5 separate regions of the Sus scrofa genome follow, and regions 1, 2, 4 and 5 are each linked to region 3. A link is a contact called in public Hi-C and HiChIP or PLAC-seq data. All regions are on one chromosome and are shown on one strand. The core of a region is the stretch at or near the end of the contact, and the rest is flanking DNA. Distances in the headings are between cores, read along the strand shown. Region 1 holds the start of SUMO2 (small ubiquitin-like modifier 2). Region 2 holds the start of ARMC7 (armadillo repeat containing 7). Region 3 holds the start of GRB2 (growth factor receptor bound protein 2). Region 4 holds the start of NT5C (5'(3')-deoxyribonucleotidase, cytosolic type). Region 5 holds the start of JPT1 (Jupiter microtubule associated homolog 1).

The links. A called contact is a pair of places that touch in the nucleus more often than the background predicts. HiChIP or PLAC-seq counts read pairs in DNA pulled down with a chosen protein or histone mark.
Region 1: an H3K27ac HiChIP or PLAC-seq map of alveolar macrophages shows a contact between it and region 3. The contact joins the promoter of SUMO2 here to the promoter of GRB2 in region 3. A contact is called at or near these places in 1 of 5 promoter capture datasets (liver), 6 of 47 Hi-C or Micro-C datasets (embryonic fibroblasts, epiblast stem cells, fetal liver and 2 more) and 2 of 2 datasets of contacts at active chromatin or transcription factors (alveolar macrophages and skeletal muscle).
Region 2: a contact with region 3 is called in a Hi-C map of mesenteric adipose tissue, with 2.5 times the contacts expected there. The contact joins the promoter of ARMC7 here to the promoter of GRB2 in region 3. A contact is called at or near these places in 2 of 5 promoter capture datasets (fetal liver and liver), 17 of 47 Hi-C or Micro-C datasets (alveolar macrophages, blood, embryonic fibroblasts and 12 more) and 2 of 2 datasets of contacts at active chromatin or transcription factors (alveolar macrophages and skeletal muscle).
Region 4: an H3K27ac HiChIP or PLAC-seq map of alveolar macrophages shows a contact between it and region 3. The contact joins the promoter of NT5C here to the promoter of GRB2 in region 3. A contact is called at or near these places in 1 of 5 promoter capture datasets (fetal liver), 17 of 47 Hi-C or Micro-C datasets (alveolar macrophages, blood, embryonic fibroblasts and 11 more) and 2 of 2 datasets of contacts at active chromatin or transcription factors (alveolar macrophages and skeletal muscle).
Region 5: an H3K27ac HiChIP or PLAC-seq map of alveolar macrophages shows a contact between it and region 3. The contact joins the promoter of JPT1 here to the promoter of GRB2 in region 3.

The regions. Positions count from the first base shown.
Region 1 is chr12:6,115,392-6,118,091 of Sscrofa11.1, forward strand. It overlaps SUMO2 (small ubiquitin-like modifier 2), which reads left to right and starts at 1,303. Exons shown (of 4, transcript NM_213984.1): 1 at 1,303-1,409. The coding sequence starts at 1,389.
Region 2 is chr12:6,181,679-6,184,500 of Sscrofa11.1, forward strand. ARMC7 (armadillo repeat containing 7) reads right to left here and starts at 1,404. Exons shown (of 3, transcript NM_001243806.1): 1 at 1,007-1,404; 2 at 770-913. The coding sequence starts at 1,097.
Region 3 is chr12:5,939,299-5,941,998 of Sscrofa11.1, forward strand. It overlaps GRB2 (growth factor receptor bound protein 2), which reads left to right and starts at 1,425. Exons shown (of 6, transcript NM_001137628.1): 1 at 1,425-1,555.
Region 4 is chr12:6,160,978-6,163,697 of Sscrofa11.1, forward strand. It overlaps NT5C (5'(3')-deoxyribonucleotidase, cytosolic type), which reads left to right and starts at 1,443. Exons shown (of 4, transcript XM_021066663.1): 1 at 1,443-1,773; 2 at 2,120-2,220; 3 at 2,298-2,671. The coding sequence starts at 1,465. It also overlaps a transcript of ARMC7 not described here.
Region 5 is chr12:6,138,219-6,140,918 of Sscrofa11.1, forward strand. It overlaps JPT1 (Jupiter microtubule associated homolog 1), which reads left to right and starts at 1,295. Exons shown (of 5, transcript NM_001048069.1): 1 at 1,295-1,379. The coding sequence starts at 1,324.

The DNA of each region.
Region 1 (2,700 bases), core at 53-2,552, 180 kb after region 3:
GCCAGATTGCAGTGGATTGAGGAGTGAGTGGGAGGTGAGGGGGGGGGAGACAGCTGGAGTGGACATTTTTCAAGATGTTTGGCCAAGAATGGAGAGAGATATGGCGATAACTTCAGAAGGAACTAGAATTGACAGTCTTTTTCTTTTCTTTTTTTTGGTCCTTTTTTTTTTTTTTTTTTTTTAAGGGCTGCACCGGTGGCATATGGAGGTTTCCAGGCCAGGGGTCGAATGGGAGCTACAGCCGCCAGCCTACACCACAGCCACAGCAACTCCAGATCCGAGCCCCATCTTCGACCTACACCACAGCTCGTGGCAACACCCACAGAGCAAGGCCAGGGATCAAACCTGTGTCCACATGGATGCTAGTCGGGTTTGTTTCTGCCGAGCGAAGATGGGAATTCTCTGAGTCTTTTTCTATTCTAATGTAGGAGTGGAAGAAAATACAAGAGAAAGGAAATAATCGAACTTCTGAGAGGAGCAGGAGAGATCCAAGGCACAAATGTCAGGATTGTTCCTAGGACAGGAAGGACCTACTTCCATTTCTGAGCCAGATGGATGGAGGAAACGATGGCCTGGTTTGGAACCTTGGTAATGGGTACCTCTCTCTCCGGATTCTGTGGCCTCTTGGAGGTTGGAAGCCAGGCTATGCGTAAGGAGTCTGTAGGAGGAACCTTTCCCCTCAGCTAGTCTAAGTATAAGGTTTCCAGCACGACGGAAGTAGTCACGGCCCTAAGGCAAGAGCCCGGTGGGAAGCGGGTTGAGGCTGAGGATTTAAGATTCGAGGGATGAGAGGCTGGCTGGAAGTGGGATGTCCCTCTGACCCTGAGGAAAACTGCATCTGGGCCACCGATTGAGAGGGTTTTTTTTTCCCAGAACTTCATGCTGGGCTCTGATTTAGGCTCCCCTTTCCTCGTCTAGGCAGCCTGCCTTCCCCGGCTTGTGCCTCACGTCTAGGCCTCAAGCCTCCTCGTCCCCACCGAGGACCAGCTGGAAGCCATTTTGATTAAGCTCCACCACAGGAGGAGGACAATACAGCCCCGCCCAGAGCCAGGCGCGCCCCCGCGGCGGGCCGGGTGCGCGTGTCCGCGCCTCTTCCCGCCGGCCTGGCGGGCGCCGGGCTCAGGCCAGGGCGGCGCGGGGCGGGGGGTGGGGGTGGTTATGTAAGCGTTGCGCGCTCCCGCGAGGCGGCAACCAATGAGAAGCTGCGGAGGCTCGTGCTCGCGCACGCAGGGTGGGGGGAGGGAGCGCACGACGTGCGCGCGCCCTCTCCCTCCTCCACCGCTGCCGCCTCCTTCTTCTGCCGCTCCTGGTGCTGCTTGTGTGCTCGTTCGGTGCGGACCTGGTACCTCTTTTGTGAAGCGGCAGCTGAGGAGACTCCGGCGCTCGCCATGGCCGACGAAAAGCCCAAGGTGAGCTCGGCGCCGGCCTCCTCGCCTCGCCGCGCGGCCGGGGTCACGGTGCGGGCCGGGGTCCGGCCCGAGCCCGCCGCGGGCTCCCCGCGCCTTCCCGGGCCCCCCACGGGGCGGCCGCGGCTCAGGCCCCGGCGCTCCGCGCCATTTTCCTCCCTCCCCTCTTCCTCCCTCCCGCGCCGGAGGAGGCCCCGCCGCCCTCCCCCGCCCCCGGCCGCCTCGGAGTGCGCGCCGGGCGCGAGTTGGGCGGGCAAATCGCGGACGCCCGCGGGCCCACCGGCCGCGAGCGGGGCTTCTCGGGCCCGGCCGGGCGGGCGCGCGTGACGAGGGGCGTTAGGGCGCGCGGTGTCCCCACCCTCCGCGGACCCTGCGCCGGGCCGCGGCGGGTGTTGCCGCCTCGGTGGTGGCGGGGAGTTCCCTCCGCCCCGGGCTTCCCCCCTCAGGGGTCGGGGCCGCGGGCATCTGGGGACCCCTGCCCCGGGCCGCCCTGGCCGGGTGAAGGCTCGGGGCGAATCAATGAGCAGCCGATGGGTTGGAAGCCGGATGCCCGTCTGGCCGTCGTGAGGGGCCGGGGATTGGGGATTCCCGGGGAGTATTTCCCACTTTTTTGGTGAGGCTGGGCAGGGGCTTTTCCTTGGGTCCTAGATAACCCCTAAGCTGCCGAGACCATGTGGTTTTGAGAAGTTGGAGGCAGATGTACGAGCAGAGAGACTTTGTAGGGCTTAACTTTTTAAACGCGGGTTTTGAGGCGCTGGGAGGCTTCTCCCTGGAGGACTAGGGCACACACTTCTTCCTGGCACACGGGCTACTTTCTTTGAGTTTGTTTTGTGACACCGCCTCCCTTCTGAAGAGATTTAAGGGCAACAGAGTTCCTTCTATACTTGATTTTGGTAAACTTCAGATTGGGTCGAAATCTACAAGGAAGACTTGCAATATAACAGCATTTGACTCATGACAACAAAGGGGAGGGGAGAATAAGCTCCCAACTAAAAATAAACAAAAATGAAGCTGCTCGTAGAGGCGAACAATAATAGTGGTTCTGAGTTATTACCGTTGCTTCGAAGAGAATCAAAGGATATTCTTCAATTAAGGTGGTTTTTTTTTTAAATCTACTTTGAGGTTTGTTATTAAACTGAATTTGGTAACTTTTTAACAGAGTCGTCTTAGAGTTTTGAATTGCAAGCTCTAGATTTTTTTCTTGCATTCTGTACTCTTAAGTACTTTGAAGAGAGACGATGCTTGTTTTTAATCTTTTTAGAGGAAAGGTATATTCTGAGAGATATGAAATATG
Region 2 (2,822 bases), core at 154-2,653, 240 kb after region 3:
CATATGCCCTAAAAAGACAACAACAACGAAACAAAGATACATGCTGAACAACGAACGTCTGTCCTCAGAATCAACAAACTCTTTCCTACCACCTAGCTCTGAGTCAGGAGCTGCCTCGAGCTCTTGGACCTCATTTGGTACCTCTCTCAGCTTCATTCACCACAGTCCCACCACATCAGCCTTTCCTTCTGCCTCCTCCCGCTTAAGGGTCTGGGCCCATGCTGTGCCTCTGCCGAGACCGCCTTCCCACGATGGCCAAAACAAAAGGAGTGTCTACCTCCCCTTGCTCCACCTCATCAGCCTGTTTATTTTCTTCAGAGCCTCAGCTTTTGTTCAAACACCTGTCTCCCTCTACCAGAGTGTAAATTCCTCGAGGGCAAAGACCTTTTCCCCAACCTGCTTGCCATCTTCCCAGCATTTAGAACAATACCTTAATCACACAGTACATGCCCCATAATACCTGTCCAGCGAATAGTTCGATAGGTCCTAGGCATAAGCCATTCCAAGTCACCTCTACTTCTCTGGATATTAAAACATGAAGATAAAGCTGTTTAAAAAGAGCACTCCACTCCCCCCTCCCGACCGCACCGGCCTTCAATCCATTTCCTCATTTATGCACACACCTGTAAGCAAGCAGCGCAGACAGGCACGCAGAATGAGTGCTTCGCAGCTGAGGGACTGCTTAAGATTCCTTTCTCCCAAACTCACTTCTAACTCACTGACCTCATTAAAGCCCATCAGGCATCTAGGAGTTGCACCCCATCCTTACCAATAGCAAACTCCACCAGGGTTTCATTCTCTTCCGACAGTGAATCGAGGAATAAATCCAGGACCTGCAGCTGCCGCAGATACTGGTAATTACTGGGGTCATAGGCGAAGTTAGCGAGGTTGGCCAGTACTTGCTCCTTGGCGTCTGCAGTGGAAAAGCAGCATTGGAACCAGGTCTGGGGCGGCGGCGGTGGCCGGACCCCTGCCCCCGCCCTGCTCCCCCCGCCGCCGCTCTCACCTTGGCTCTCTGTCTCCTGGAATTCCGTGACCAGCGCCTGAAGATATCCTAGCCGGCCGACGTGAGGGTCTACCTTCGGCTTCTGGGCCATGGTCGGGCGGCGGAGGGCCCCCGAGGGAACGGCAGGTGTGTGGAAGGTGAGGCCGGAAAGCGGGGCGAGAATCTTACCCGGGTCTCCACCGGCCCGGGGAGGGGAGGACTGGGGCGGGAAACGGGCTCCTCTCCTGGCTTTAGGCTCTGCGGTAATTTGCAGCTGAAACTGGGGTGTGGGAAATGGGATGGGGATTCAGGACTCCGTAAGAGTTAGGAGTGGAAAATCTAAGGACGGGCGCAGGAGACAAGCACACAACCGCCCGCTGTGGAAGAGAGGAGCAGGAGCAGCGCCCGGCAGAGCTCGGTTTTCTTCCAGGTTCCGGATTTCCGGGAGAAGCCGCGCCTAGTCCCGCCCCTGGGCGGAAGGGGCGGGTCGAAGGGGGCGAGGGGCGGGGCCCTCGCAGAGCTTAGAGGGCTTGCGCGGAACGCTTGCTGCTTCTCAGCTCCAGATGAGGGCGATCCGCCTGGCTGGCGATCCGCCTGGCCGGCGATCCTGGAAGGTTGTGGAAGCACTGAGGAGCGCGGCCAGAGCCTTTAAGAGCTTAGAGGTGGCGGGGGTGTAGGGACACCCACGGGAGAACTGTCGAGGCAGAAGCACTTCCAGATACTTCTGCACTTGAGGGGGGCGCAGCCCAGCCTTCTGGAGCAAGGGACGCTCCTCTGGAACTCGGGTGTCTGTCCTCTGCAACTCTGGCTCCCAGTGTCCTCCATGTAGGTCCTTTAACACTACCTTGTGGCCGGCTTTTCCTGGCACCCTCTGCTTCCCAAACTCGTGCTAAGTCTGCCACCTCTGGCCAGAAACCTCAGGAACTGGGTAATGTCCTAAGGCATTTTGTCAGCCAAGTGGACGGGGAGCACCAGGGGCAGCACCATCAGGCCCTAGAAGGAGCCTCAGTGCACCGCTCTGGCGGCTTTCTGGGTTGTGGAGCCAGACAGACCTCACAGGCGCAGAGGACAGAGCACCAGGGAGGAAGGTGGCTTCTCGCACTCTAGTCATGCTTGAAAATGGGTGGATAAAAGAGGCTTGGGCTGTGCGCTATTTTGTTTTGCTTTTAAGAAAAAATTTCTTTTTGCGTTTATTTGCTTTTTTTTAATTTTAGGGCCGCACCCGAGGCATATGGAGTTTCCCAGGCTAGGGGTCCAATCAGGGCTACAGCTGCCAGCCTACACCACAGCCCCAGCAAAGCAGGATCTGAGCTGCATCTGCAACCTACACCACAGCTCTCTGCAACGCCAGATCCTTAACCCACTGAGCAAGGGCAGGGATGGAACCTGAAACCTCATAGTTCCTAGTTGGATTCATTTCTGCTGCGCCATGAGGGGAACTCCCAAGCTGGCTTTTTTTTTTTTTTTTTTGGATGGAACCTGCACCACAGCAGCAACCCAAGCCATGACAACACTGGGTCATTAACTAGCTGAGCCACTAGGGAACTCTTCTGTGAGCTTCCTGAGGGCAAGGGCCATGGGCCTTTGGCCCTGGGCCTGGCATGAGGGCAGAGTGGCTGCCATACTCCAGCCTGCCACAGCCCCACTGGGAGCCCCTCTGTGGTCTCAGGTCCTTGTGATAAGCCCCTGCCCTATGCACACACCCCAGGCCAAGAGTTTTGACCGTAGTCTGGATGCTTGGGCCCCCGCTCCTTCTTGAAGGGTGGTGGTCCCAGGCCCCTCAGCTTGTGAAGGGAGCTGATGCGGCCCAGAGAAGTGCATGTTAGCCCAGGGCGGC
Region 3 (2,700 bases), core at 175-2,674:
GTTTTGTTTTGTTTGTCTTTTTGGCCTTTCTAGGGCCCAGGCTAGGGGTCCAATCAGAGCTGTAGCTGCCGGCCTACGCCAGAACCACAGCAATGCGGGATCTGAGCCGCGTCTGCGACCTACACCACAGCTCACGACAACGCCAGATCCCCAACCCACTGAGCAAGGCCAGGGATCGAACCCGCAGCCTCATGGTTCCTAGTCAGATTCATTCACCACTGTGCCAGGACAGGAACTCCCACGTTTCTTAATTTTTATATCTTGCTCTTTTGGTGGCTTCCGGAATTCACATCACCGTCAGATGCTCTGTTCTCTCCTTTGATTGGGACTGAAAAATAAGAGTTACTCCTCCAAGCCTCATCTTCTGCCACTACCAGGTAACTCACCCCGCCTCATACAGGAATCAAACTACTTCGCGTTGCAGGGAACACGATGCCCACGCCTCCGTTCCCTCGTACGTGCGTGCTGTTCCCTTTGCCTGGAATGCCCTTGCAATGGCTTCTCTGGCAAACTCCTACTCATCCTCCAAGACAGCTCAGATAACGCCACAGCGTTCTCCGAGAACGCTTTTCTGAGATGGGAGGAGCGGCGACCCCTCGCCTCTCCTCAGCCTTCTCCAAATAATTCTGACCGTACTTATGGTATTATTTGTTCTTTCCCTCCTATAGATCTTGAATTCGTTTCTGTGCAGAAAGGGCCCGGATTTCTGTTCTTAGTTGGACCCTCTATACTTGACACAGTGCTTAGAATGTACTAGGCACTTGGTTCAATCGATGAGCGAACGAATATGTTCATTCACCTAACGCAGCAGAGTTTGTTTGGACCAGATTCTCAAATATTTCCAGACCTGATCCTCTATTTGGCTTGCTTCACGTGGGAGGGAGATTCCCCCCCAACCCCGCCAAACTGGGTTGGTGGAAGGGGAAAACGAAGTGATTAGGGTGTGCATAAAAGTCCTTTCTTGGCTGGGGGAAAAATGTAATTGTAATGTATACATGTAAGGATAACCTGACCCCCTTGCTGTACAGTGGAGAAATAAAAAAAAAATAAGTTGATATCGGCCATCAAAAGTAATATGACAATTGAATCATGCAAATGTGGGGCATAAAAAAAAAAAAGTCCTTTCTTTCGGAGGTGAGTTGTAATTGACCCGCTCTGGCACCGAAAGGGTTACGGCGACCCAGGGGTGGAGCCCTGTCGGTGCCACCTGCTGCGGGGCGGCCTGGCGCCTGCGCTCTGGCCTGTAGCTGATCTACCTGCGGGGGGCCTGGCGGAGGAGGAGCGCTTGCGCTCTGGGCCTTTTCCGCCGGGGGAAGTCTCGCGGGGGCGGGGCGGGGCGGGGCCGCACAGGGAAGTTCTCGCGGGACCCCGACCAGGAGCGGAAGCGAGGCGGCTGTGCTGCTTCAGCTACCGGACCGCGGCGGCGACGACGAAGACTGTGGCGGTGACGGCGGCGAGAATAGGCGCTGCCCTCGGGGAGCAGCAGAGGGGTCTGCGGCCGCTCGCACCGCTGCAGAGGGGCCGGCCGGGCGTGGAGCGGAGCAGCTGCGCCACGGTGAGTGTGGCTGGCGGCGACGGCGCTGCTCGCGTGCTGCTTCCTCCCCGCTTCGTCGCGGGAGTCGGCCCCGGGGGACCGGGCCCAGGGTACCGTGGGCTGCCGGGCCTGGGGGTCGGGAGTGCGAGGCTCCGGGCGGGGAGCGGAGCGCCCGGGCTCCGGGCTCCATGTTTCCCCTTTTGGGGCGCTTCCTTCCCGGGGACCGTCCTCTCAGTACCCTTGGCTTGGAACAGAGCCCTGGACGAGAGGCTGGGGGCTCCTGATTTAATTTTATGCTTTCTTCGTGAAGGTTTGCACAGGGGGGACCCGGAGAAGCCCGAGAACACAGGGTAATCATTCTGTGAGTCAGTGTGACTTGGCCCGGGAGGCGGGGGATTCGAGGCGGGTTGCAAATATGGTGATTGATGCTCCTTCGACCTATACGGCCACCACGTCACCAACTCCTGGTGTTTGGGGGCCGAATTTTGGGAGGAAACCCACCAACCCTATTAATACTGTGAGCGAGGACGTTTGTTACCGGAGCCAGTAGAAATACCTTTACTTTTATTGCGCTTTTTTTTTTTTTTTGACTGCTTCCCTAAAAACATTTGTTAAGAAAAGTAAGCAGCAGTTAATCGGAATGCTCCGAAGAAAGATTTCCGTGATCGAGGGCAGAGAATCGCTGGCACTTTTCATTTGCAGCTCTCTCTGTGTATAGGATTGTAAAGCCATGCTAGTTAACAGCTTATTTAGGGAGTTCACCTAGGCTGGCTTCAGATGCAGCAAAAGTATACTTTGCAGAAGAGCCGAAGTGCCCTCGCGGGTTCTGTCTTTTGCTACTCTTGAGTCTCAGAAGAGGGTGGAAAAGAAAGGCGCACTAGAGAAATTCGCTTTAGTCTTCTGGGCTTTCTAGTCCCTCTGTTCACTTTGCACTCCACAGTTGCTGCCTTTCTAAACTTCTCCCTTGTCTTCTGCGGCCACGAAATGCTTACTCCGTATAATGCAAGTCACTTGCCCCCTCCCCCCTTTTAGTCTAATCTACTTCCCCTTCCTCCTTATTGTCCCTTTTGGCATAATTTTTTGAGGTTTCTGCTCTTTCGCCCGTTCGTTTTTCTCCCTCATTTAAAGATTCCGTTTCTCTCCCGGAAAGATGATGCCCTCTTCCC
Region 4 (2,720 bases), core at 193-2,692, 220 kb after region 3:
CACATAGCCTGAGTTGCGGTTTCAGTTAGGAGTTCAGAGGTGGAGCACCTGCACCCTTCTCTCTAACAATGGAGCTCTGGGAAAGAGATGTCCCCCATTTGTGTTACAACTTGTGAACTTGGCTTTTGTCTTTATTTCATGAAGGTAAATGCCTAGTCCAAACGTGCTCTGAGGGACAGTTCTGCCAGTCATTTTGGTACTATTTCACATTTCAGAAAATTCTATATAAACATGTTTGCTAAGGGTGTTGAACTTTCCCCTTAGAAGGCTTAGGGTTTGGGGTTCCCTTCCTGGCTCAGCGGTTAACGAACTCCACTAAGATCCATGAGGATGCGGGCTCGATCCCTGGCCTCGCTCAGTGGGTTAAGGATCCTGTGTTGCCTTAGGCTGTGGTGTAGGTCACAGATACGGCTCTGGCCTGGTGTTGCTGTGGGTGTGGCACAGGCCAGGGGGTACAGCTCTGATTTGACCCCTAGCCTGGGAACTTCAATATCCTGCAGGTGCAGCCCTGAAAAGCAAAAAAAAAAAAAAAAGCTTAGGGTTTACAAAGTGAAGTTGAATGATCTTAAAATGATGATAGCAGGAGAATCAGCATTTTGTGGACTTTTTACACAATTGTGTGACCTCAGTGGCTTTGTATTTATTGCTAATGCCCATTGTAGAATTTCAAAATTGATCACCAGGTTCCCCTTCCTAAAGCTTCTTCTGTTCCATTTGGAAGTACTGGGGTGCTCAACTGGGAAACTACAGGAAGATGGGTGACTTAACTCAAATCTGAATCTAGTTTGTAGGTAAATACATTTATACGTAGTCAGGAAATTTACACGTGAAATCTACAAAAAGGAGAATCAATAACACATTCGGACGTTCAGCATTTTCTAGAGGAGGATATAACTCCAATTCTAGAAGAGTGTCAGTTCCACAAAAAGGAGGATGGTCTGGGTTACCTGAGTCTCCTCCTCCAGGTGAACCGGATGCTTAAAGCAGATGCTCCCATGTTTCAAGCCAGCTCTGGTTTATGAATTGGTGTCTGAGGAGCTCTGTTCACAAGAACCCGCTGTCTTCAGCAGATTCATTCACTTCGGTCACTGGGAGTCCCCATGATTTGAGCCTTGGGTTGGTGCTGCCTTGACGTGGCGGGAGCTCTGCTCCAGAGTCCCCACAAGCAGGGAGGACAGGGATGGATTCTTAAAAGGGGGCGTCAGCTCACGGGTTTAAGCAGCCTTGGCTCCTTCTCAGAAGCCGTTGATCTGTATTTAGGAGAGACCCTCTGCCGGGCCCCTGGAAGGTCTGCCCCAAGAAACGTCTGAGGTGAGCGAGGACGTCTGCCACCGAGCGCAGGGTGGCTGGGGTGCACGTAGGCGCGGCCTCAGACCAGAAGAGCAGCTCAGGCCACCTCCGCGCCGGCTGCTGGGGCACTGGGGGAGGCCCGGTGCTTCCGGGGGGCGGGGCAACCCGGCGTCCATGCAAATTAGCCCCGCCCCCCGCCCCCTCCCGGAAGCCGCCGTCCCGGCGCGGAGCTCAACTCGGCTCCGGCCCGGGTTTCCGCGCGCGTCCATGCTTCCGGCCGGCCCGTGCCTCGCGGTGATGGCGGCAAGGTACGCGCGGCCCGTGCGGGTGCTGGTGGACATGGACGGCGTGCTGGCGGACTTCGAGGCCGGCCTGCTGCGGGGCTTCCAGCGAAACTTCCCCAGGGAGCCGTACGTGCCGCTGGAGGAGCGCCGCGGCTTCTTCGCCCGGGAGCAGTACCGAGCCCTGCGCCCCGACCTGGCGGTAGGTGGGGGGAGAGGCGAGGATCAGGGGGAACCGGGAGCCCCGACCCCAGTGTCCCAAACGGGAAGCCCCAACCTCCTGGGCACCTGGGAGTGGGGCGCCTTCCCCCTTGGGTCAGGACCGCCTGTGCTCCACGTCCAGAGACAAAGCTTTCACTTCAGAATCCACACTTCGTCCCAGGACAAGACAGTCTGGAGGAGTACTTACCCCTAAACAAAGTCCCCTCCCTGAGGCTCTGATGTGGGGATCGAGGCGCCCCCCTTCCCCCAGGAATCTTGAGAGTCCTCGCTGGGGCTGGCGAGATCGGCTGGGAGCAGAGCCAGGACAGGAACACTGTATCTTTCAGGACAAAGTGGCCAGTGTGTATGAAGCCCCAGGCTTCTTCCTAAACTTGGAGCCCATCCCTGGAGCCTTGGAAGCCATGCGGGAGATGAATGACATGCAGGAGTGAGGAAGGGTCGGGAGGGAGGTGGGGGGGAGCAGGGGCTGGCACCACCCTGTCTGACCCGCGCCCCTTCCCGCAGCACTGAGGTCTTCATCTGCACCAGCCCGCTGCTCAAGTATGACCACTGCGTGCGCGAGAAGGTGCGGCACTGGCGGCACACCCAGGGTCCTAAGGCCCCATCTTTGAAAGAAACCAGCAGAAACACACAAAGTCGGGGGTGGGGGTGGGGGGAGGGGACGATAGCTTCAAGGGCGGCAGACCCTCCCACCTACTTGCTCGCTGGCCTTGAATTCCGGGGTCCGTCCGGCCCTCCTGACAGACTTGTGCCCACCACACAGTACGGCTGGGTGGAGAAGCACCTGGGGCCCCAGTTTGTGGAGCGCATTATCTTGACGAGGGACAAGACCATGGTCTTGGGGGACCTGCTCATTGATGACAAGGACACCATTCAAGGTAGGAGCCATTTTCCTTGGCACCCTCCGGGCACTGGGCCTGCTGGGAT
Region 5 (2,700 bases), core at 45-2,544, 200 kb after region 3:
CCACAAGAGGAACTCCCAATAATGATATGATTTTTGAGCCGGGGATGCATGCTGGGTTGGCCTGAAGAGGTTTGTTTTGTTTGTTTGTTTTAAGGTTTTGGAAATTTAGGCTTAGCCTTTAACAAGGGGGAGACTTTAATCCAAACAAGTGTGTGCTTCAAGCTTTTGTGGTAAGCCCTTAAAGACATGATCCTGCCTTATAGAAGAGAAGAACTTGTCTTTGGCTTTTCATGAACGTCTAGGAGGCGGCCACACAAAAAGGAATGTAGTTCACTTATGGAAATACTGAAATAGAGATCTGCCTTGAGTAATCGGCATGACGGGGAAGGCCTACCCCCTTGTTTGCCCAAGACTTTCCTATTATGATCTTGTAAACAGTCATTCCTGAACCCTCCAAGTGTGTCTGCATTTGTTGCAGGGATAGATTTAGCCAGACAGGTGGAAGAGTCATGACTTAAGGGTTATAAACAGCTGCAGAGGCCTGGGGTGCTTCCATAGTCTTAGCAGTAAGGGATGTGGCCATTCCCCAAAGCCGGGCGTTAACCAGACTTATTAAGCACAGGTCCTCAGATCGGAACGACTGTAATTTTGGTCTAGTGTATGCACCACCCATTACAGCTAAAGAGTAACAGTAAAATGTAAAGAATTTCCAATCGTTTTAGAAGGGATCATCTTCGCGTGCTTTCTGTTGCTGACTCATAGTGCTGCTGCTTTGGGACTGTCAGGTTTCCAAACAGGACACTTAGTAGGTATTCAGTTGTATACATGTCAATGTGTAGCAGTAATTTTCATCCCTTGGGGAGCATGACCTTGCTACCCACCTTGAGAAAGGCAAATAAATGAAAGATAAATTTGCCCTCGGCTTGCGGATTTCAACTCGCACACAGCGAGCTTTTCGCTTTATCAGGTAACTTTTTTAAGTGACAGGGAGCACAACTTGTACCGTGCGCGGGGCAGGTTTGTCCTTTATCCAATCATCACCGAGATTTGGGGGTGGGGGAGGGGAAACGTCCCTAGCTCTTCTCTGGCCAGGAAGGAGGCGGGTTTAGGCTGAGCAGGAGCAGCCTCGGCCTGTCGGGACGCCGCAGGGTGTTTGGCACTCCCAGGGACCAATGGAAGCTTACAGGTCCATTTGAATCGGCCAATGATGTCGGGGCAGGGGCGGGGCTTGGAGGCCCTATAAAGGCGGCGACCCAGCGGGCTGTCGGTGGCGGAGGTTCCTGCAGCGGTTGCCGGCTTTGGGCTGGGGAGCTACCCTACGCTCCTCAGACCTGACCCTTTCGGCGTTCTGCTCTCTCGCTCGCTACCTCGCTCCTTGGCGCCATGACCACCACCACCACCTTCAAGGGCGTCGACCCCAACAGCAGGAATAGCTCCCGGTGAGGCGGCGGGGCTCATTGGGCTGGAGGGCCGCTGCCCAAGGGGGCCGGGCGGGTCTGGCGGCCGGTCGTTGGCTGTAACGTGCTCCAGGCGTTGCGCTCCTTCCCAGCTCGGCGGTGGGGCTCGGCTACCGGCGTCGCCTTTGTGCCTCCGGCGAGTCCAGCGCGCCGGCCCCGCCCGATTCCTGCTCCTCTCCCATTCATTCCTCCCCCGGAGCGAGGGGCTGTGAAGGGCTGGGGCCGCTCGCGCTCAGGGCGCGGAGGTTTTTTTTGCCAATACGAACGTGCCGAGAGGGTTCGCTTTTTCCTCTTTGCGGCGTGGCCTGCCTGGCCCCGGGGAGGTGGTCTTGGGCTCCGGGTGCCTGGGTAGCTCGCGGGGCACCTCGATCCGTGCCCATTGTCCCATTCCTGGCCACGCGCTCGTGACTCTGGCCCAGGGCAGGTGGCGGCCCTGCGCCCGGCGTGATGGTCAGATCCGCAGCCGCAGTGATCGGGTCTGTCGAGCTCCTACCCACTCGGGTCCGCATGGCATGTAGCATTTGTGTTCGGGCGGGGCCGGTCATCGCGACCGCCACCCCTATTCAGGACCCAGCCGTCAGCCCTCCGCGAAGTGCCTCTCCTTTGCTAACAAAGAAAAGACCCCTGCTCCTTCCCCTCGCGCGCCCACCTCTGAACGGGAGGGGGAGCGAGTCGCTCCGAGTGGGTTTTCTGCGCTCAAACCTTCGGACCTCGGTCTTTGCATCCCACCTCTTTGCCTTCCCCGTTTGACGTTTGCCAAATGAGTTCATCTCTGGCCCTGGTTTGCTTGCAGGAAGAGGTTTTCTGTTCTTGGGCGGGGCCGGAGACATCCATTGTCTCTTCCGTACTATCTCCACCTGCGTATCCGGGGCCTTTCTGGTCACTCTTGCCACTGCATTTGTCGAAGAGGGCCCTGGGCACGGTGTTTGAACTGGGACCCTTTTCCAAGCCCTTGCCTAACTTGGCGGAAGGGTTTGGATGCGGTGGGGAATGTCCACATTGTCTTGGCTAATTGCATGCACGCTGTTTTTTAAGGTGGGATAAAGGCATCTCTGGGATCCTGCTCAAGGCATGGAGGAAGCTTAGATTCCACTTTTTCTGAGCATCTCTTTATTGATCATGACTCGCAGTCATGTGTGGCCAGCTTTGGGGTCCTGGGCAGGTGGCACAAAGGGAGCCATTTTGTGGGGCTAAGAAGACAGCCGTGAAATAGCAGTGTCTCCCAGGAGTTGGACAGCTTGGGGACAAAAAGCAGGCTCTGCAGTGAGTCTTAGGAAGGAGAGTTAGAAATGACATCCCTTTT